Regions from separate parts of the Mus musculus genome. Here all the other regions are linked to region 2. The links are chromatin contacts, called in public ChIA-PET and Hi-C maps. All regions are on one chromosome and are shown on one strand. Each heading gives the region's core, a stretch centred on a gene start, on an enhancer-like site or on the middle of the called end of the contact. The rest is flanking DNA. Distances are from core to core; before and after follow the strand shown. Region 1 holds the start of Coq10b (coenzyme Q10B). Region 2 overlaps Ankrd44 (ankyrin repeat domain 44). Region 3 has its middle 29 kb from the start of Ankrd44. Region 4 holds the start of Mob4 (MOB family member 4, phocein).

What was found. Hi-C and Micro-C count contacts between places; a contact is called where the count stands out from the background. ChIA-PET counts read pairs in DNA pulled down with a chosen protein or histone mark.
Region 1: a contact with region 2 is called in an RNA polymerase II ChIA-PET map of memory CD8 T cells, with 86 read pairs. The contact joins the promoter of Coq10b here to the enhancer-like site in region 2. A contact is called at or near these places in 6 of 39 promoter capture datasets (the 3T3-L1 cell line, HPC-7-derived erythroid cells, cranial neural crest and 3 more), 1 of 15 datasets of contacts at CTCF or cohesin (large pre-B cells), 6 of 484 Hi-C or Micro-C datasets (embryonic stem cells, granulocyte-monocyte progenitors and memory CD8 T cells), 6 of 115 datasets of contacts at active chromatin or transcription factors (bone marrow-derived macrophages, embryonic stem cells, large pre-B cells and 3 more) and 2 of 9 other capture datasets (adipose tissue and liver).
Region 3: a contact with region 2 is called in a Hi-C map of CD8 T cells, with 2.0 times the contacts expected there. The contact joins two enhancer-like sites. A contact is called at or near these places in 4 of 15 datasets of contacts at CTCF or cohesin (the NIH/3T3 cell line, large pre-B cells and pro-B cells), 29 of 484 Hi-C or Micro-C datasets (B cells, CD4 T cells, CD8 T cells and 15 more), 3 of 115 datasets of contacts at active chromatin or transcription factors (CD8 T cells and embryonic stem cells) and 3 of 9 other capture datasets (adipose tissue, liver and pancreatic islet).
Region 4: a contact with region 2 is called in an RNA polymerase II ChIA-PET map of memory CD8 T cells, with 21 read pairs. The contact joins the promoter of Mob4 here to the enhancer-like site in region 2. A contact is called at or near these places in 1 of 39 promoter capture datasets (pre-B cells), 1 of 484 Hi-C or Micro-C datasets (CD4 T cells), 1 of 115 datasets of contacts at active chromatin or transcription factors (memory CD8 T cells) and 2 of 9 other capture datasets (adipose tissue and liver).

What each region holds. Positions count from the first base shown.
Region 1 is chr1:55,051,324-55,054,023 of GRCm38.p6, reverse strand. It overlaps Coq10b (coenzyme Q10B), which reads right to left and starts at 1,254. Exons shown (of 5, transcript NM_001039710.1): 1 at 1,034-1,254. The coding sequence starts at 1,149.
Region 2 is chr1:54,659,479-54,662,178 of GRCm38.p6, reverse strand. Ankrd44 (ankyrin repeat domain 44) reads left to right here. Exons shown (of 28, transcript NM_001081433.3): 21 at 962-1,178. Among named protein-coding and RNA genes, the nearest start is that of 4930444A19Rik, 21 kb to the left of the region's middle. Within about 2 kb of position 1,313, at least 28 of the 459 cell types and tissues checked have an H3K27ac peak or open chromatin away from gene starts, as enhancers often do. A contact at or near this core is called in CD8 T cells, memory CD8 T cells and pancreatic cancer cells, where this site is marked.
Region 3 is chr1:54,953,726-54,956,425 of GRCm38.p6, reverse strand. No RefSeq gene overlaps it. Among named protein-coding and RNA genes, the nearest start is that of Ankrd44, 29 kb to the right of the region's middle. Within about 2 kb of position 1,340, at least 4 of the 459 cell types and tissues checked have an H3K27ac peak or open chromatin away from gene starts, as enhancers often do. A contact at or near this core is called in CD8 T cells, where this site is marked.
Region 4 is chr1:55,129,971-55,132,670 of GRCm38.p6, reverse strand. Mob4 (MOB family member 4, phocein) reads right to left here and starts at 1,426. Exons shown (of 8, transcript NM_025283.3): 1 at 1,312-1,426. The coding sequence starts at 1,371.

The sequences.
Region 1 (2,700 bases), core at 5-2,504, 390 kb before region 2:
GCAGCAAAGCAACATTTAATCAGTAATATAAGCAGTATGTCCTGCTTGAAAAGCTATCTTTTGAGGATAAACTACCCGATTTCACAGTTTCAACATGTTTGTGTAAGATTTGGAGATGAAGCATGGCTGCTAGTTTCTGTTTGTTTTTGAGACAAATCTTACCTTGTAGCTCTGGCTGATATGCAACTAGCTACACAGACCAGGCTGGCCTCCAAAGCACCAGACCTGGCCTCTTGGCTGACATTTTAAAGTCTTCATTCAACCAAAATGTTCTGAAACCCAGGCAAGAGTTGGACTTTCTCCTCTGTAATGTATACATATTGATTCATCTCAAATACCAATTTTCTTTTCTTTTGGTCCTGAGACAGGGGCTCACTTTGTAGTTCGGGTTGGCCTTGAACCCACCGCGATACTTACTTGACTTTATTGCTAAAATTACAGGTGTGAGCCGCCACTCTGAGTTAATTTTAATTTTTGAGAATACTTTATTACAGTCTTATTTGTAATAGAAAACTGCATTGTAGACTTATAGTGTCCTTCAGGTCTCTAGGTTCATCTCCACCTAAAGGACCAAGCAGGAAAACCGAGGACAGAGCCATCTTCAAGGTTACAGGACCTCAAAGTTACAGTGTAGTGAAAAAAACAACAGGTCCTCTTTGTTGGCTGTGTTTCATTTTGCAAGCGCTGAGTGGCCGGGGTCAAAGAACTCCACAGCAAGTGAGAGAGCGTCTGACAAGCGGTTCACCGCCAGGACACGCACTCCCACGGCCCGGGAGCCGGCGCTCTCGGGCGCAGTTAAACTTTCCCGACGGCCGCCGCCCACCTCTTGGAGACCGGAAGGGCGGGAGCCGGAGACCCGGCTGCTTGTCCGTCCTCCCACGGCCGTCTCGTCGCTGACTCACCCCGATAATATGAGGTGCACGCAGACCAGCCGGCCGAGCGCCGCGCCCCGGGTCTCCGGAGCCGACTAGGGTCAGCGCCCCGGCCACAGGCCCGTCCCGAACCCGCCGCCCGGAAAACCTCCGCTCGCTACCTGACGTCGCGCGCAGACCCCCGCGCCGGGGCTTCCGTCACGGTGGTCGACTTCGGATGGCACCCCGATGCCACCCTCGCCAGGGCCCTCTGACTGGTCCGAGCTGCCATGATCATCTTTGTGAAGCCGGTAGCCAACGCGGGCACCCGGAACGAGGCGCCGCCCTCAGGCCGGCCTGGAGGGACGGCTCCTGCGCCTCTCAGCCAATCCGGGAGCCCTCTGAGCAGCTGGACACGCCTCTTCCCACTAAGTCCCTCCCAACCCCATGACGCCACGCTGACGCTAGGCTGACGCACGTGTCCAGTGCCGCCTCGGGACAGCCAATCGGGGCGCGGATCTCCGGGACACGCTCTGCTCCTGCCAGGAGTCTGCCACTTATGTAATCTTCGTGACGAACTCCTGGGTTCACCTACGGTCCGGGTTTTTTCCTGGAGCTATTTGGGGTCGAGTCTCGAGGCTCGGCTCGTGAGGGCCGCCCTGCCGGGGGAGGAAAGCCCAGGAGCTGGCTAATTATGTAACTGCCTCCCACACCCACCCCACCCAGCGCTGGCCCAGCGTGTTTTCGCTCCTGCTGCCGAGCCTGGCAGATTTTACTGTGTATTGACGATCTCAAACGGTACCTGCTGTGCTGACCCTGAGGTGTTGTTCAGAGAGCAACTTCGGGTCATACCGCCCCGAACAGGCCCAGTGACCTGTCAGTTCTAGCTGCCTTCTTCATACGTGGCCAAGATATGGTGTAGTGTTGCCTTTATGATCCAGGTTTTTCTCATTCTATACAAAGCAACAATTTTGCTTGCCACATTCAGGGATTGGATGAGGTCCTGACTTACATATAAGGGAGGGGCACACGTAACAAACGCATATGTGAAGGTCAGAGTCTTCCCATGTGGGTCTAAGGAATAAGAACTCACTTAACAGGCTTGCATAGCGATTGTTTTTTTTTAAATGATTAGCCATCTCACTGACTCTAATACAGTTTTTTAAAAAATAGAATTATATTTTATTACTATATGAATGTACGTGTGTGATGTGTGTTTGGCTTATGAAAGTCAGACGGCACATTTGTGAAGTCACCTCTTCACCTTCCATCTTTATGTGGGTTCCTGGAGATTCAATTTGAGTCATCAGACTTGCACAGCAAGTTCTACCCAGTAGGCCATCCTGCCTGCTGCATTTGGTTAGCAGAGCTTGAGGAATAAATGAGATTGTTGGTTAAACATAGGCAATAATATATTTTGAAAGACTTACTAGATGTTGGAGGTGTGAATGAGTCTGTCTCCTCACATAGCTCATATTCCAAAAGGGAAGATAGAACTAATGTGTACTGCATTATCGGGTAATTATGTGACTTGTATGTGGTGGTTTGAATATGCTTAGCCCATGGGAAGTGGTACTATTAGGAAGTGTAGCATTGTTGGAGTAGGTTTGGGCTTGTTGGAGGAGGTGAGTCACTGTAGGAGTGAGCTTTGAGGTCCAAAGCTTAAGCTTTGGCCAGAGCAGAAGAGACCCTCCTCCTGGCTGCCTGGAAAAGGGCATCTCTTCCCACCTGCTTCTGAGTCAAGATGTAGAACTCTTGGCTTCTCCAGGACATGTTTGACTGTACACTGTCATGCTTCGTGCCGTGATAATGGACAGAACCTCTGAAATCAGCCTCAATTAAATGTTGT
Region 2 (2,700 bases), core at 64-2,563:
TGTGTGCAGCTGCCAGAATGAATTCAGTGGTGTTGAACATTCACACTATATCTGTTGCTTGGAGCAGCAAACGATGACAATCTATGTGTCCTGTGGCCAAGTCTTTTTACACATCTGCTGATTTAATTTTTGAAGGACAAAAAAAAATAGGCTAACTAGACAAAGGTAAAAATTATAAAATTGCTATGTAGAAGTGATGTAAGCACCCTAGCTGGTGACTAAAAGTATTTTCCATGATTATCAACATAATCACAGTTCTGGTTTCTTTGCACTTCTTTTGGGCCATGCAGCAGTCTAGGGGACATCACATATATATGTCTGTCAGTGATAGCCTGTGCATACAGCAGTGATCTCATACGGTTAGAATGGAGCTGAAGACGATTCCTTTCTTGTGTAACTTTTACTGCACCTTTGCTGTTTAGATACACAAACCCTTGTGACCCCATGATGTCCATTAGGGTAATGTGTTGTGCATGTTAGCTTAGGCTTAACAGCTCTCTTGGGCAGCCTAAGAGGGGAATAGGCTGTGCTTTCTAGCATTGTGTACAGACTCTCTGAGATATTCCCAGAATGCATCCCCGTGCCCGCTGCACAATGTAAGTGTGTTGTCTCTTTAGTACTGGGCAACCTCTGAGGTCATTGTTTCTCTGCCTTCTCATAGTGAGTATACTGAGTCAGAGAAAGGCCGACTCACTTGTGTCTGACAGGGGTGGACAACCAGGATTTAACATATTCCTCCTTGATTCTGAAGCTAGTATTTTCTAAGGTATCATGATACCATCCGTAGTTATGTTTGGAGAGAGAGCTCCAAAATACTTCTCCTGGGCTTTTCTGGTAAGGATTTTTGCTAGGGTTGTTCTGCCTCCTACCTCTTAGGCCAGGTGGGGGAAGCCTTCTACTCTCAACAATTCTATCCCCAGACAACTGAGCTTTGTCTTGCATTTTAATTGCAACATGCCAGATTATGACAGGACATGAGGAATGTGTGCAAATGCTGCTGGAACAAGAAGCATCAATCCTCTGTAAAGATTCCAGAGGGAGGACACCCTTGCACTATGCGGCTGCTCGGGGCCACGCCACATGGCTGAATGAATTGCTCCAGATTGCCCTTTCTGAAGAAGACTGCTGTCTCAAAGACAACCAGGGATACACGCCACTGCACTGGGCGTGTTACAATGGTGAGTCGAATGTCATCTGAGTCGAATGTCATCTGAGTAGAATGTCATATACTAGACTTTCTAGCCTCGCACCTCTGTGACCTCAGTGGAGGTGAGAACACTGCTGTATGCTGTGGTTACTGGTGTCTGCACCCAGACACTGGTGTCTGTCTTATGTTGTTTTAAACATCCCTCATCCCCACCCCTGTGGCTGTCATGATGCTGAGTAAGGTTTAGTTTGTTTCCCTCTTCCTGTGACACCTCATCAGAGTCGCCAATGGACTTGAGCAACTGTAATCAGAGTTTCTGATCTGCACCAGATAACCAGGAACCACATGAAGTATTAAAACAATGACGGTAAAAACAAAACAGCATACAGTATAGTTCACATACAGTAGAGTCACTCATAAACGCTAGTAGATGTGTAGTTTAGATTTTGGTATTTTTTTTTAATATCCACATTCCACATTTGCTTTGTTGTGTGTGCTACTTGGAATATTCAAATTTTTTATCTCAGTTATTTGGAACAAAAGAGAAATGTGTGCTAATTGTATGCATGTCTCATAATTTTTCCTCTGAGATTATAAATAAAAAATATGCATATTCTTTAAGTGGAATTATACCACAAGTCTCATCCCATAGTTTTCTTCCTTTTTTCTTAGTGCTCCCTTAAAATCCTACTGCAGGCTATCCTTAGATACCATATGCACAATACATAGTTTTAATAGTAATATACTGATAGCTACACACATGCACACCTGCATGCACACTCACACACATACATTCACGTGCATGCACATTCCTTAGAACTTGCTTATTCAACCCGATCCCCCTCTGATGGACTTTTAGGTTAATTTTAGGGTTTCTTTCCTACCATAAACACTGTAGCAGTGCATATTCATATTATAACATGAAAATCTCATTAAATATCCAGAAGTGAATTTTTTAAATAAAAGGCATGTTTTTAGAATTTTAAGGAATAATATTTTGTACAAAAGGTTGCCCTAATGTGATAAAAGTATTTTTGCTACAACTTTGCCAGCCCAGTGTGATTGTATTTCTTTATTTTTGGTAACTTTTTCTTGGTTAAGTTTGCATCTCATAATATAATTTATTGGCTATAGTTCCCTTTCTGAATGTGGCCTTTCACCCATGCCTGCTTTCTCATGGTGAACCGCTTACCTCTTCCCTTGCATCTGTAAGAGCAGGGTGCCTTGGCTATGTGGCTCTTCTGTATTGTGTGTTGGGAGTGTCTCTGTTCCTTGTTTTGAATGCCTTTTGCCATGCAAATGTTTTGAAGTTTTGTGTGGTTGAATCTATTTTGTGGTATCTCCATAATCAGCCTTACGAAGACCTCTTACCCCCTAAGAGAATGGATATCTCATATGAATATTTCTAACTCTACTTCTGCAACTTTATATTTGCATTTCAGTTCCACTAGGATTTTTAGTTTGGAAATTGTGATTATGTTTTCTGGGAAGAGTTTCTGTGCTCAATTACATTGAGTTAAAACTACCTGTGTTTTCATTAGTCTTCGCATTCA
Region 3 (2,700 bases), core at 91-2,590, 290 kb before region 2:
AAGGAAGACCCTGATGTGAATGCCTGCACTGTCACCTGAGGGCGGCGATGTCCTGGCCCATGCTGGTCCATAGTCCTGAAGTAGCAGGGTTCTGTGTTAAATCTGTGTCCCATCTTACCATCCAAGGCCATGCAGATGGCCTGTTCTGGGATCCCTCCTGGGGCCATTTTAGTGTCTAAAGGTTAAGGAAGAGCCAGCCTTTCCCCTTGCCTGGACAATGTGGGAGAGCCGATCCTGCCCCTTGATTGCTGCCGCACAGTAAAGTTGGCCCTGGTGGTGTGAGTGTGGGAGAGCTGGCCCTCCCTGTCACCTGGGCAAAGCTGGAGAGCTGGCCCTGGTGCGCAGGTGCAGGACAGCTAGTGGCCTAACAACACAGATATTTCCCCAGACTTTGAGTTGGTTCATTCCAACGTCTACCCCATCTATGAACTGCTGGTTTACATGAACTAGCTATGTTCATATGAGCATACTATAAAGGAGCTAGGCCTGCAGAACCAAAGTTGTAGGATCTCTATGACACAAGGTGACAACAGGATATCCTAGAGGAGACCTGGTGAGGATTGATAGTGTAGCAGAAGCCAGAGGCCTTGGACCAGACCAATGAATGACTCATTGCAACAAACATTTGCAAGTAAGGGCTAACAAGTATACCGTGGGGACACACTGTGACATACCGCAGGTTCCACAGTGAGCTGTTTTATATTTTATGTTATTTTCTTCTTTTTTTGATTTCTTTGGGGGGTTTGCAAGGGTGGAGGGCAGATATGGAGCGATGGGGGGGGATGAGTGTGATTGGGGTGTATAATAGAAAGTTCAAAAAGAATCAATAAAAAGTTAAAAACTGTAAATTAAGTTCTTATTGCAATTTTTGTCTCTTGATGCTTAATTCCAATAATAACTACTCTAGCTTACCTTTTGTTGAATTAGTTTTGCTGAATTTCTTCACTTAATTAATCCACTTAATTTCTATCTTAGTCGTTTAGGGTGTTATTATAGGATGTCATGGACTTCTATGGACAAGAATTTACCGTATTTTGCTGTTCTGGAGGGTGGAGTCTAAGATGAAGGTGATGCAGGCTCTCTGTATAGTGAAGGTTGGATTCTTAGTTTATTGAGTCCTCAGATGAGGAAAGCATAAGAGAGCACTCTCTTAGGGTTTCATTGCTGTGAATACCATGACCAAGGCAACTCTTATAAAGGAAAACATTTAATTGGGGCTAGCTTACAGTTACAGAGGTCTAGTTCATTATCATCATGGCAGGAAGCAGGGCCGTGTGCAGGCAGACACGGTGCTGGAGGCAGAGCTGAGGGTAACACATGTTAATCCACAGGCAGCAGAGGGAGACTGTGTACCACATGGGGCATAGCATGAGTACAGGAGAACTCAACCCTCCCTACACACCCACAGTGACACACTTCCTCCAACAAGATCACACCTATTCCAACAGGTCCACCCTTCCTAGTATTATCATTCTGCATGAGCCAAACATTCCAACGCATGAGCCTGTGGGGGTCATACCGATTCAAACCACCACAGGTACCAATCTTATTTCTGAGTCTCCATCCTCATGACCTAATTACCTCCAAAGTCCCCATGCTGCTAAAGTTCCTTCCCATAAGGAGACTAAGCAACATCTACCCTTCCTTTCTAGATCCCAACAAACTGAGAAATGATATTGACAAAGTTAACTCTGGAAAATCATCAGTGAGTTGGGTTTCCTTACAGAGCCTCAATGAGGGGTTACTTTCCAGGAGTGTGGACAGTCCTGCCCTAAAGGCCCATATGCATGGAGCTTCTACCCTCTTCTCTGTTGGTCTATGGACTCTGGCATCTCCCACAGGTCACTGCAATTAAGGCAGAGTTGAATACAATCGGAGGTAAGAGAGACAGGACAAGCAGGTGAAGGTCTTGTGACCCTCTCTGCACTGGTGTGCAAATAGTCAATAAACCCAGTTGGGGTAAACCTTTTGTAACATGGCTCAGTTGAACTCCCCATGATGGTGGATCCTTGGCTTGGAAGACCGTCATTCAACACATACATATACCCCTAAAGTACAGGTGTGCCAGGAGGTGGTGGCTCATGCCTTTAATCCCAGCACTCAGGAAGCAGAAGCAAGTGGCTCTCTGAGTTCAAGGCCAGCCTGGTCTACAGAATGAATTCCAGGTCAGCCAAGGCTACATAGAGAAAAACTTGTCACAAACAAACAAGACTCCTGGCATCCCTCATCTTTTACTCTTTTCCACAGTTAACACCTAGTAACTTACCGGCACCTTTTTGGTTTTTCCTGGAACTCAGAGACAGAGGGCAACAGTCTGGAAGCAATGAGTATGGTAAGCACATGCATTTGTACATGTGTGAAGATGGATGACCACATGGATGGGGAGGGGGCCTGAGAGAGAGGTTGGGAGGGAGGGCAGTTGGGGGGAGGGAGATTTGTGAGTTCTGCAGCATCCACCCGAGGTCTGCTCTAAGTGATTTCCCACTCTGTGAACTCGTACTTTCTCCTTGGCTTGAGCCACTTGAGCTGCGTTTCTCAGAATGAAAAGTCCTGAAATAGAGTAGCATCTTGGTGCCTTGGGCTTTTTCTAAAATTAAATGGTCTTGGGATATAGTCTTTTAGAGAATATGATAGGTCTAAAATTACCACTGATTTACCCTGTCTGCAGATATGTGTAGGGTTGACTTATTTCATGTGACG
Region 4 (2,700 bases), core at 177-2,676, 470 kb before region 2:
GGTATGTATTGTAAGTCTAGCCCCCAGAGTTTCGGCAAACAGAGTCCAAGGTCACCTTCAACTATATAGTATAATTCGAGGGTAGCCTGACTTTGAGAACCTTCAAAATCCATAATAAATAGCAAGTCTCTAAATTGGATGTGTGTGTATGGGGGAGGCAGGTGGATCTCGGAGTTCGAGGCCAACCTAGTCTACAGAGCTACTTCCAGGAAAGTCAAGGCTACACAGGGAAACCCTTGAGAGAGAGAGAGAGAGAGAGAGAGAGAAGAGAGAGAAGAGAGAAAGAAGAAAGACAAAAGAAAGAAAAGAAAAACAGTAACTCTCTAAAACTCAGTAGCATTAAGTATTTTGATTTCCACTTGACCCTAAAAATTACATTTTAACAGAAAAAGTTTACTCAGTACACGGTAAGAGGCAGCAGGCTGGGCAGCAACAAGAACACAGCCTGCTAAAATTACATTTTAAACATATCTCTTTTGATTTTAGAACTTCTACTCAACGACTCAACCCATTTCCAAAGGCTGATTAATCCTATCAAGTTTGAATGTCAACGTGGGTGGTTTTTTTTTTTGGGGGGGGGGTCTTTTCCGTTCTTTTCTGTTCTTTTTTACTGTGAAGCATCCCTGGTTTGCAAGTCCTAAGAAGCACCAATTTACTCCCCATAGTGCCCTACTATTATTTTGATGTATATAATCAGTTCATTCCGACTATTGTCCACGCGCATTAGCATGAATATACGCAAGGAATGACATGTAACAAGTCACAACCTGGTGCCGAAAACTTGCTGGACCAGAGAACAGCTGCAGGGAAGCCGAAGGGAGTGGTGGCAAAGACAAACAACAGGAGGATAACGCAAACTAGTGCCACCTGCATCCGGCTAGACCAACTGGATGGAGCCGACCGGCAGGTACGTCACCGGCCAAGCTTGCTCCCGGTGAGGTGGGCAGTGTTTACAGCCCTCGACGCCGGCGGTCCCGACGCGGGGACAGCCCCCTGGTCCCCAGCTGGCCCACCCCACACCCGGGCGCCGTCAGCTGCCACTCACAGCAGGCAGCGCAGCAGCAGCCGCTGGTGACAAGCGTCAGCCCCGGGCCTCGGCGAACACAGCGGGGTCCTGCGTCTAGCAGGCCTCCAGGGCGGCCGGCGCCGGCTCGGCTGCCTCCGGGGCCGCGGCTCCGGAAGCGCAGGCCAGCCACCGCGGCCACGGCCCCCACCCGCTCGCCCTGGCCTCTCCTAGACGGAGTCCCGCCAGCAGGAGAGCCCCGGCTCGGCCCCGCCAACTCTGTGACAGGAAAGCCGTAGGGACGATACCTGCGCCTTGGTGCCTGGCCTGTTCCGCCTCAGCACTGCCGTCCCCTCCGCCATGACCATAGTGCCAGAGTCTGGGCGGCTGGCGTCGGTACCCGGATGTGGGGGCCGGCAGCTTGCGCGGGGGGCGGGGCACGGCGGGGCTCAGCGCTGCGGCGGCGGGGAGGGGCGGCAGCCTGCGGAACAGCCGCCGCCCGCGCGGAGCACCATGGGAAGAGTGCCGAGCCCGCGGCTCCGGCGGAGGGAGGAGCACAGAATGAACAGCCGGCGGAGCTCCGCCGAGGCCGAAAAGGAAGATGCGACCGGAAGCTGGGGTAGAGAGCCGCTTCCAAGGTCTGTGGTGCAGGTGACCCAAGCCTGCGTCACTTGTGGGTGTTTGTCCTTCAGCTGTCTATAGACTGGAAGGGCAGTTTGCACAATAGTGACCATCTCAGAAAAGCGAAATGAGAACATAATTCTCCACCCCAGATAATCTGGTAAATTTTTATAGAATCTTCATGGATTAACCCAATCTAGAATCAGATTGGCTGGGTCGGTTAAAGGGAAGACAGGAGGTACTGATAAATCTTGCTTCTAGGGTCCTCTTACTGAAAAGCCAAGGACTCTTTCAATGACAAGTTGGTTTCCGTAGATAAAAGACTCAATGCTAAATTAAAAAAAAAAATGCCCATCATGAGATAGAAAGCGCACATCTGTTATTGTGTGTTAGAGTTAAAATAAACTCACATTTTTGCAAGTCGGAAGCAGGAGGAAATGAATAGCCCTTGATGGCTTTTATGAATTCTGTATCTTAACAAAATTCCAAGTTTCTCGTGTTTTTAAGTGTGATGTTTTTTGTGTGTTTTCTTTTGTTGTTGTTTTGGTTTTGTGTTTTCTTTTTTTGGAGACAGCGTCTCCCTGATGTTCCTTGAATTTAAGAGATTTGTTTTGAGTGCTGGGACCAACGGAGTACACGGCATGCCCGGCCAGGCTTAGGGGTTCATGTGTAATCCAACCCAGGTGATCCCACACCTTTTTCTGAATCCCTTGGGCGCATGCAGGTAAAAAGCTTACACACATTAAATAAATAAGCAAGTAAATAAGCAAAACAGTTAAAAGAATTGTTTAGAATTCAAAGCCAGCATGGGCTACATAGAGAGTTCCAGGCCAGGCAGGGCTACAGAGCAAGACTTAAATCTTCTCTCAATCTTTCCCAAAATAAGAAAAAAAACACAGCATTTTTACCAGAATCTTTTTTTTTTCCAAACAAGAAAAGTTTGTTTTGGTTTATAGTACCATGGGACACCTGGTGAGGAAGTTGTGGACACTGGGTAAGTGCTCTTTATAACTTCAAGAGCATGGGGTTCAGAAACAGAGGTCTTAAGCTGGAGGCAGAAGCTGGTATCTGCATCA